Regions from separate parts of the Rattus norvegicus genome. Here region 1 is linked to region 2. A link is a contact called in public Hi-C data. All regions are on one chromosome and are shown on one strand. Each heading gives the region's core, a stretch centred on a gene start, on an enhancer-like site or on the middle of the called end of the contact. The rest is flanking DNA. Distances are from core to core; before and after follow the strand shown.

Region 1 (2,992 bases), core at 153-2,652, 140 kb after region 2:
GCGCTTGCTAGGCAAGCGCTCTACCACTGAGCTAAATCCCCAACCCCCTATTGGTCCTACTTAAAGACCAGTTTTACCTTAAGCACAACCGTGTCACATTCCTAAAACTCTCCCTGCATCATCCCACAGGAAAGCAATTTTCCAAATACCACACTCTCTTCTCCCTTTATCCACAGATTCAACCCCCACCCACACCCCACCCCCAGTTTCTGATTACCCACAGTCAACCATGTTCCAAAAATACGAAGTGGAACATTCCAGAAATAAATGATTCATACGTTTTAAACCGAATGCTATTCTAAGTAGCCAGTGAGGTCTCTCACCACCCTCACTGTGTGGCGCTCCGGAGGCTAGCAGTTTCTCTGTAGTGTTAGTGCTGTGTATGTGAAGCTTTGGCCCACTGGGAGGTATGGTCCTTGTCTGGAGAAGTCAAAGAGAAGCTTGAGCCTGCTTTTGTACTATTGAGGGTCTCACTCTGTTGCTCTAGCCGGGCTCGAACTCACTATGTAGCCCAGGCTGATCTCAAAGTCGCTGCAGCTTCTGTCTCAGCCTCCTGGGTGGTGGAATTACATGCATGAGCCACTGTACCTGGCTTTAAAGTTTGTCTGTTTTTGTGCTTTAAGTGAATGTTGTTAAGTTTGCTGAAGCCTATGGTTATCGTTAATCCGTGCAGGATGTATAAATTGATCATAGGTGTGCGTAGGACACATGGTGTATAGTAGCACTTAAGGAGCGTGCAGAGCACACACATTGTATAGTGTTTGGCTCTTTGCTCATTTTCGGGTATCGGGAGGAAAGGGAAGAAAACGATGGCAATTTTCCAGCCTAATGTTGTATGGTACGTTGCCAGCTCTTCTGGGATTTTCAGGTAAGTTTAGCAAAGTTTTCGTGTATGCTGGCAATTTTCTTGTGGCCCTCCTAAATTCTAACTCCTTCTAAGTCTTTCGGGTCCAGTTACAGAGACATGGAAGTCACAGAGCTGCTACAGTGGTGATCTCCCCTCTTTTGAGCCATTTTTGCACAGCCTTGAGCCGTGCTGTTTCACACCAGGCCCCTCTCAGGGTCAGGCGGAACCACTTCTAACTAGAGAGGGCCATGGGACAAAGATGTTAGACCTCGCCCAGTAGTGACTGGATTGACCACAGGCTCCTGGACCAACCTGCACTTCCGCCGGCGAAGGGCTGTGTGTGTGTGTGTGTGTGTGGGGGGGGGGGGGGTTAAGACTGGCGCTGACGCCAGAAGGCTACTTCCGCCTGGGAGCGTATGACGTCAGGGCCGACCCCTTAAAGATCTAGGAGTCAAGCCTCGCGAGATTCCGGTGCGGCCGCTTTGGCACCGCCTCTCGGGGCGGGAACGGGGCGGGGCTTGGCGCGACAGACGCGCGCCGCTGGCTGCGGTGGCTGAGGAGGAGGCTGAGCGGGAGCGGGCGACACCGGCAGGTGAGAGCGGGCGCGGGCGCGAGCGCGGGCACAGGGCAGGGCCGCGGGGCTAGGGCGGCGCTCGCTGCGTGGAGGTATGAGGGGCTTGGCGCGGCACGGCCCGCGGCGTCCGGCCCTGGTTTCCCCGGTGGAGCGGAGAACCGCGGCCGTGCGCGGCGTCCCCGGGCTGCAGGCGGGGCCGCGCCCCCAGCTCCTGTCAGTCACCCGGGCCTTCGCTGAGCCGGGTGCGGCAGCCTGCGCACCGGGAGCGAAGCCGCCAACCCCGCGCGCACCCTGCTCCGGGCCCACCTTCCCGTCCCCTCCGGACGCAGAGGGCACGACTCGCCGGCACAAAGTTGACGGTGCACAGCAGCGTCAAACTGTGCCCGAGCGGCTGTGTCCCGGTCACCGATGCTACTTTCTATGGTGCGGGGTCTCTTGGGTCCCGAAGTTTGGAGAAACGCTGTGAAGAGATGGGTCTGGAGCAGCGGCTGGTGCAGAAGTGCGCTGCTGCCGCCCCTCGGGACTCAGTGCAGAGCCCGTGCGCTCTCCGGTTCCTTTGCAAAACTCGGGATCCGTTTTGGTAGAAGCCACTTATGGAAATAGGTCTGGTATTAGCCGCACGACTGCCAAGAAGCCAGGCGAACAAAGTTCAGGGTTTTAAGGTGGTGATTACCCTTGTTTGGCAGTCGTGTCTTAAACCGGCCAGGTCTCCCTTCTTTAAGTCAATAAGTCTTGTTATTTGCATATCAAGTTGTGTTGTCACACGCACAAGCATACATGGAAAGGTTTTTCTCTTATGCCTCAGGATATATAAAACAAATAAGTTTATTATGCTCTCTCCCTCGTGGCCTAGAGACATTTTATTTGAGTTAGCTGCGCTCGTGTCTATTTGGAGAGATAATTTAGTTCAAGATAGGATAAATTACGATATTGCACGCGGTCATAAAAATACTTTTATTTTGAAAAGCCTGGCCTCCGAAGTACAAGGGATAAAAGTTTGGTGTGTACCTTCACTCTGCTGGATGTTTTTCTCCTAGAGTACTGATTGGTTTCCCATTTATTGGAATGTGTTTAGAATGAGAAGCATAGTTCGGCGTAGTTTCCGTACTCCTTTGAAAGGCTTTGCTGTTAAGTTAAGAACAAATTAGACTCAGAAAAAACACATTAAACTGAATAGTGGAAGCCCCAGCATTTGTTTTTTTGAGTTTGCTTATAAATAAGCCAAGGAATAGAAACTAAGACTGCAAATAAAAAGATGTTCTTTGCAGTTTTTATTATTTAAAGCAGCTTTAAAATTTAATCTCCTCCTTACCCAACTAAGTTCTTTCTCAAAAACTGAACTCTGCAGCTTTTTAAATACTAGATTTTAATTTCAGAAAGTGGGACATTAAGAACAAAGGAAAATGATAAAAAGCAAAATGATAAAGCATTAGTCTCGGTTTGGTCATTTTTCTTTAGAAAAGTTCAGCTCCCTCAAAGACCAGTGACATCTCGTTAGAATTGGTAATAGGCGATTCTAAGAGAGAAGGCAAGTGCCTTCTCACAGAGCTGGGCAAAGTTGGAGACACCAA
Region 2 (3,139 bases), core at 44-2,543:
TTCTTTTACAAAGCACTTAAAATAGAAGAAAACATTTATACGCATTGTATTTGATTCCTATGCCCACAAACCACAGATCCATTCTTCAAATGTATTTATGCTGACCCTTCTTAGGGGCCGAGGAAAATCCACAGGAAAAGACTGACAGCAAAAGTATAACCCCAAATACACACACATCTCCTAAGGTAACTTGCATATTGGGTCTTCCTATGGCCCAAACTCTCATCCTCTCCCTCAACTTGCAATACACTACAGTAATTCACCATGTAGACCAGAACAGATGCTATCTCATGCAGATGAGGAGGAAACACTTCTAAAACTTTTATATATATATATATATATATATATATATATATATATATATATATATATATACACACACACACACACATATATATACATGTATACACACACACACACGTGGTGCACTGCCCCGCTTCGCTCTTAAAATTTTAGAGCAAAAAAAATTTTTTTTTAAAAATCTACATTCTAAAAGCACATGGGAAACAGAGCAAGTGTAACGAAGCATCTTAGGGACCCGCTATTACCTCCGGCTGCTCTGGAGCGCACCGCCTCTCCCCGCCCAAAGTCCCTGTCTGCAACCTTCTGCACACACCTGGCTGCTAGGTAGAGGGGTGGGGGGGGGGGGACAAGGTGAGTGGACGGGAAAGCCCTCGGCGTCGAGGTTCGCTTACTTTCGTGCCTGGTCCTGTAGTGAGCGAACGGAGGCTAAGGGAGAAGGCAGACGAGGGTGGGTGGGGAGTCGGCGCACAGACGGTCTGGTACCACCCGCAGAAGACTGACTGCCCGGCTCATCGCCCAACACTCCGGCTTCTTAAACGCAGGAGCGCGCGCATGCGCGTGCACCCACCAAAGCGCACTCGGGCTCGCGCGTGCGCACGGCGCTCTCGCACAGTCCCGCCATCTTCCCCTTCCCCTTAGAGGCTACCAGAGGCCGAACCGGAAGAGGGCGGAGCAAGTGAGGGGAAAAAAAAGAAGGCTCTAACGATTGTTCCCAATCGACCGTTGGGAAGAATGGTCAGGACCACCTGAGAGAACCCCCAAAGTACTAGCCGCAGCCGGGATAAGCCGGCCTCGGCTCTGCACAGGCAGAGCGCACCCACTCAAGCTCCCCTCTCCGCCTTCAGTCCAGACCGGTAGCCCCTCGGAAAACGCGCGAGAGAGTGCGAGCCGCCAGAGCAAACCCGTGAGAGCAGAAGAGGGAAGCCCCGCCCCCTACCCATCCACCAATCAACAGCCAGCCGCCTGCAGGGGGCGGGGCTTTCGGTAACTCGCGGAGGGAAGTCTCGCGAGGCTTGTCGCTGTGTGGCTGCCAGTAGCGGAGGTTCTGGTCCGCCCGGGATGGAGCCGAGGCAAGCGGGCTGCCGGATCCTCCCTGCCGCTGTGTGAGCAGGGCTGTGTGTCCGCTCGCTGAGCAGGCGCAGCGAGGCCGCGGAGAGCACTCTCTGGGCGCCTCCATCTCGCGGGTGGTGGTCGCCGTCTCTGACGGCTGAGGGGGACTGAAGCTGAGTGGAAAAACACGAGTGGGTGAACCTCTGAGCCGGGCTCCCTGTCTCCGTGCTCTCACTGAGCTCCTGCCGGGAACAGAGGTACGGAAAGTTCCATGAAAACCCCCGGGCCTGCAGGCCACGGGACACCCTTTCCGGGTTTCCTTTCCTGCCACTCCGGAGCTCCGTGGGCGGTGGCTGGAGGGACTTGTCGGTGTTGAGTTTGCCTCAGCGCACTCGACCGCGTTTGCGACTGGGACTTAGCCACGATCCTGAGGGAGCTGCTGAGATCGTTTGAATCCCTCAGCGCCCTTCCAAATTCTGTTCCAAGTTGGAACAACTGGCTTCCCTCAGACAGATGTTTCAGAAGCTCCAAGTGTGTGCTTTCCACCATTTTCAGGAACAGTGCAGTTCCTCTGCTTCCAGAGTGATGAGTGGGGGCTGGATGCTTATTTGTGTGTGTGATCCGCACGCATTCTTTCTTTATCCCATTCTTTGAAAGACTCATGCCGTATATTGCCACTGTCATCTTTGACAAGAGTGAGGACCCTGTCTCTTTTCTTCCGGTCCCTGATCGTAGTACCGTCCCCCTTTCCAGAACACGGACCTCAGAATTGTCTAAGGCTCTGTATTCCACTCACACTGCACCAGATTTTTTGCTTCTTTCACTGTGACTATGACAGTTGCCCTTCCTCCACCCCAAACCGGTGTGCCCGCCTCAGCCTTCCATACTTACTGTGAAATGCATTCTCTCTCCTTAAACTTTTTCAAGTTCTAATTTAAGCCTACCGATCCGTCAGGGCTTTTTACCGTCCTATCTTAAATCATATTTTACCTCTTCAGGGCCATCCTGTTGCCGCCCCTAATTTTTTACCATCCACTTATGCCCGGCTGTTGGGGGTTTCCCAAGCATACCTCACATTTCCGCCACTGCTGTGTGAACCCAGATAGTCTGTTGGGATGCTTGGTTTTCCTTCTGTCTCATCGTCTCTCAAAACCCTACGTCTTTTTAGACTCCCTCGGGTGACATCGATAACACAGTGAACTCCCAGAGCTCTTGACATAATTCCGCAGTATTTATTAGGATGCATTATTTGTTCAGTTACCTGTCTCTCCTGCCAGCTTGAACTTGAATCTGGAATCGTGTCTTACTCATGTTTAAAACAAATGCTAGTTCAGTGTTGGCTCATAGCAAGCATTATTATTATATACTATTTATAATGTAATCATTCTAAAGAATTTGCTATAAAAATTCTGTCTCTTAAAAATCAGAATATTAGAACCCAAAAGCCCTTACCTGCTTTGAGCATGAACATGAGCAGCCTTGTAACCCTAACACTTATGTAATTAATTGTACTTTTGCTCTTAGTGGATGGAGATTGTATATAATATCAAATGCACATGCATGCACATACCCTATGCATTCAAATGATTTTATATTATGTTAGTATCATGTTTAACAACTAGGATCTTATGGGATGCAAATGTTTTTGATAGTGCTCAGCATAAGAAAAATTCCAACTCTTGGCCATATGTTAGAAATAACTGGCTTGGGTTAGGTTAGTTCTTTTTGGGATTGTTAATTTGAACACACAACATAGCCACAATTTTAGGGAGTGTATAAATTGGTC

The links. Hi-C and Micro-C count contacts between places; a contact is called where the count stands out from the background.
Region 1: a contact with region 2 is called in a Hi-C map of liver, with 3 times the contacts expected there. The contact joins the promoter of Stk38l here to the promoter of Fgfr1op2 in region 2. A contact is called at or near these places in 3 of 12 Hi-C or Micro-C datasets (Schwann cells, frontal cortex and liver) and 1 of 1 datasets of contacts at active chromatin or transcription factors (oligodendrocytes).

The regions. Positions count from the first base shown.
Region 1 is chr4:181,363,549-181,366,540 of GRCr8, forward strand. Stk38l (serine/threonine kinase 38 like) reads left to right here and starts at 1,403. Exons shown (of 15, transcript NM_001083336.2): 1 at 1,403-1,439.
Region 2 is chr4:181,221,005-181,224,143 of GRCr8, forward strand. It overlaps Fgfr1op2 (FGFR1 oncogene partner 2), which reads left to right and starts at 1,294. Exons shown (of 7, transcript NM_201421.2): 1 at 1,294-1,610. Ints13 (integrator complex subunit 13) reads right to left here and starts at 1,231. Exons shown (of 17, transcript NM_001398932.1): 1 at 696-1,231.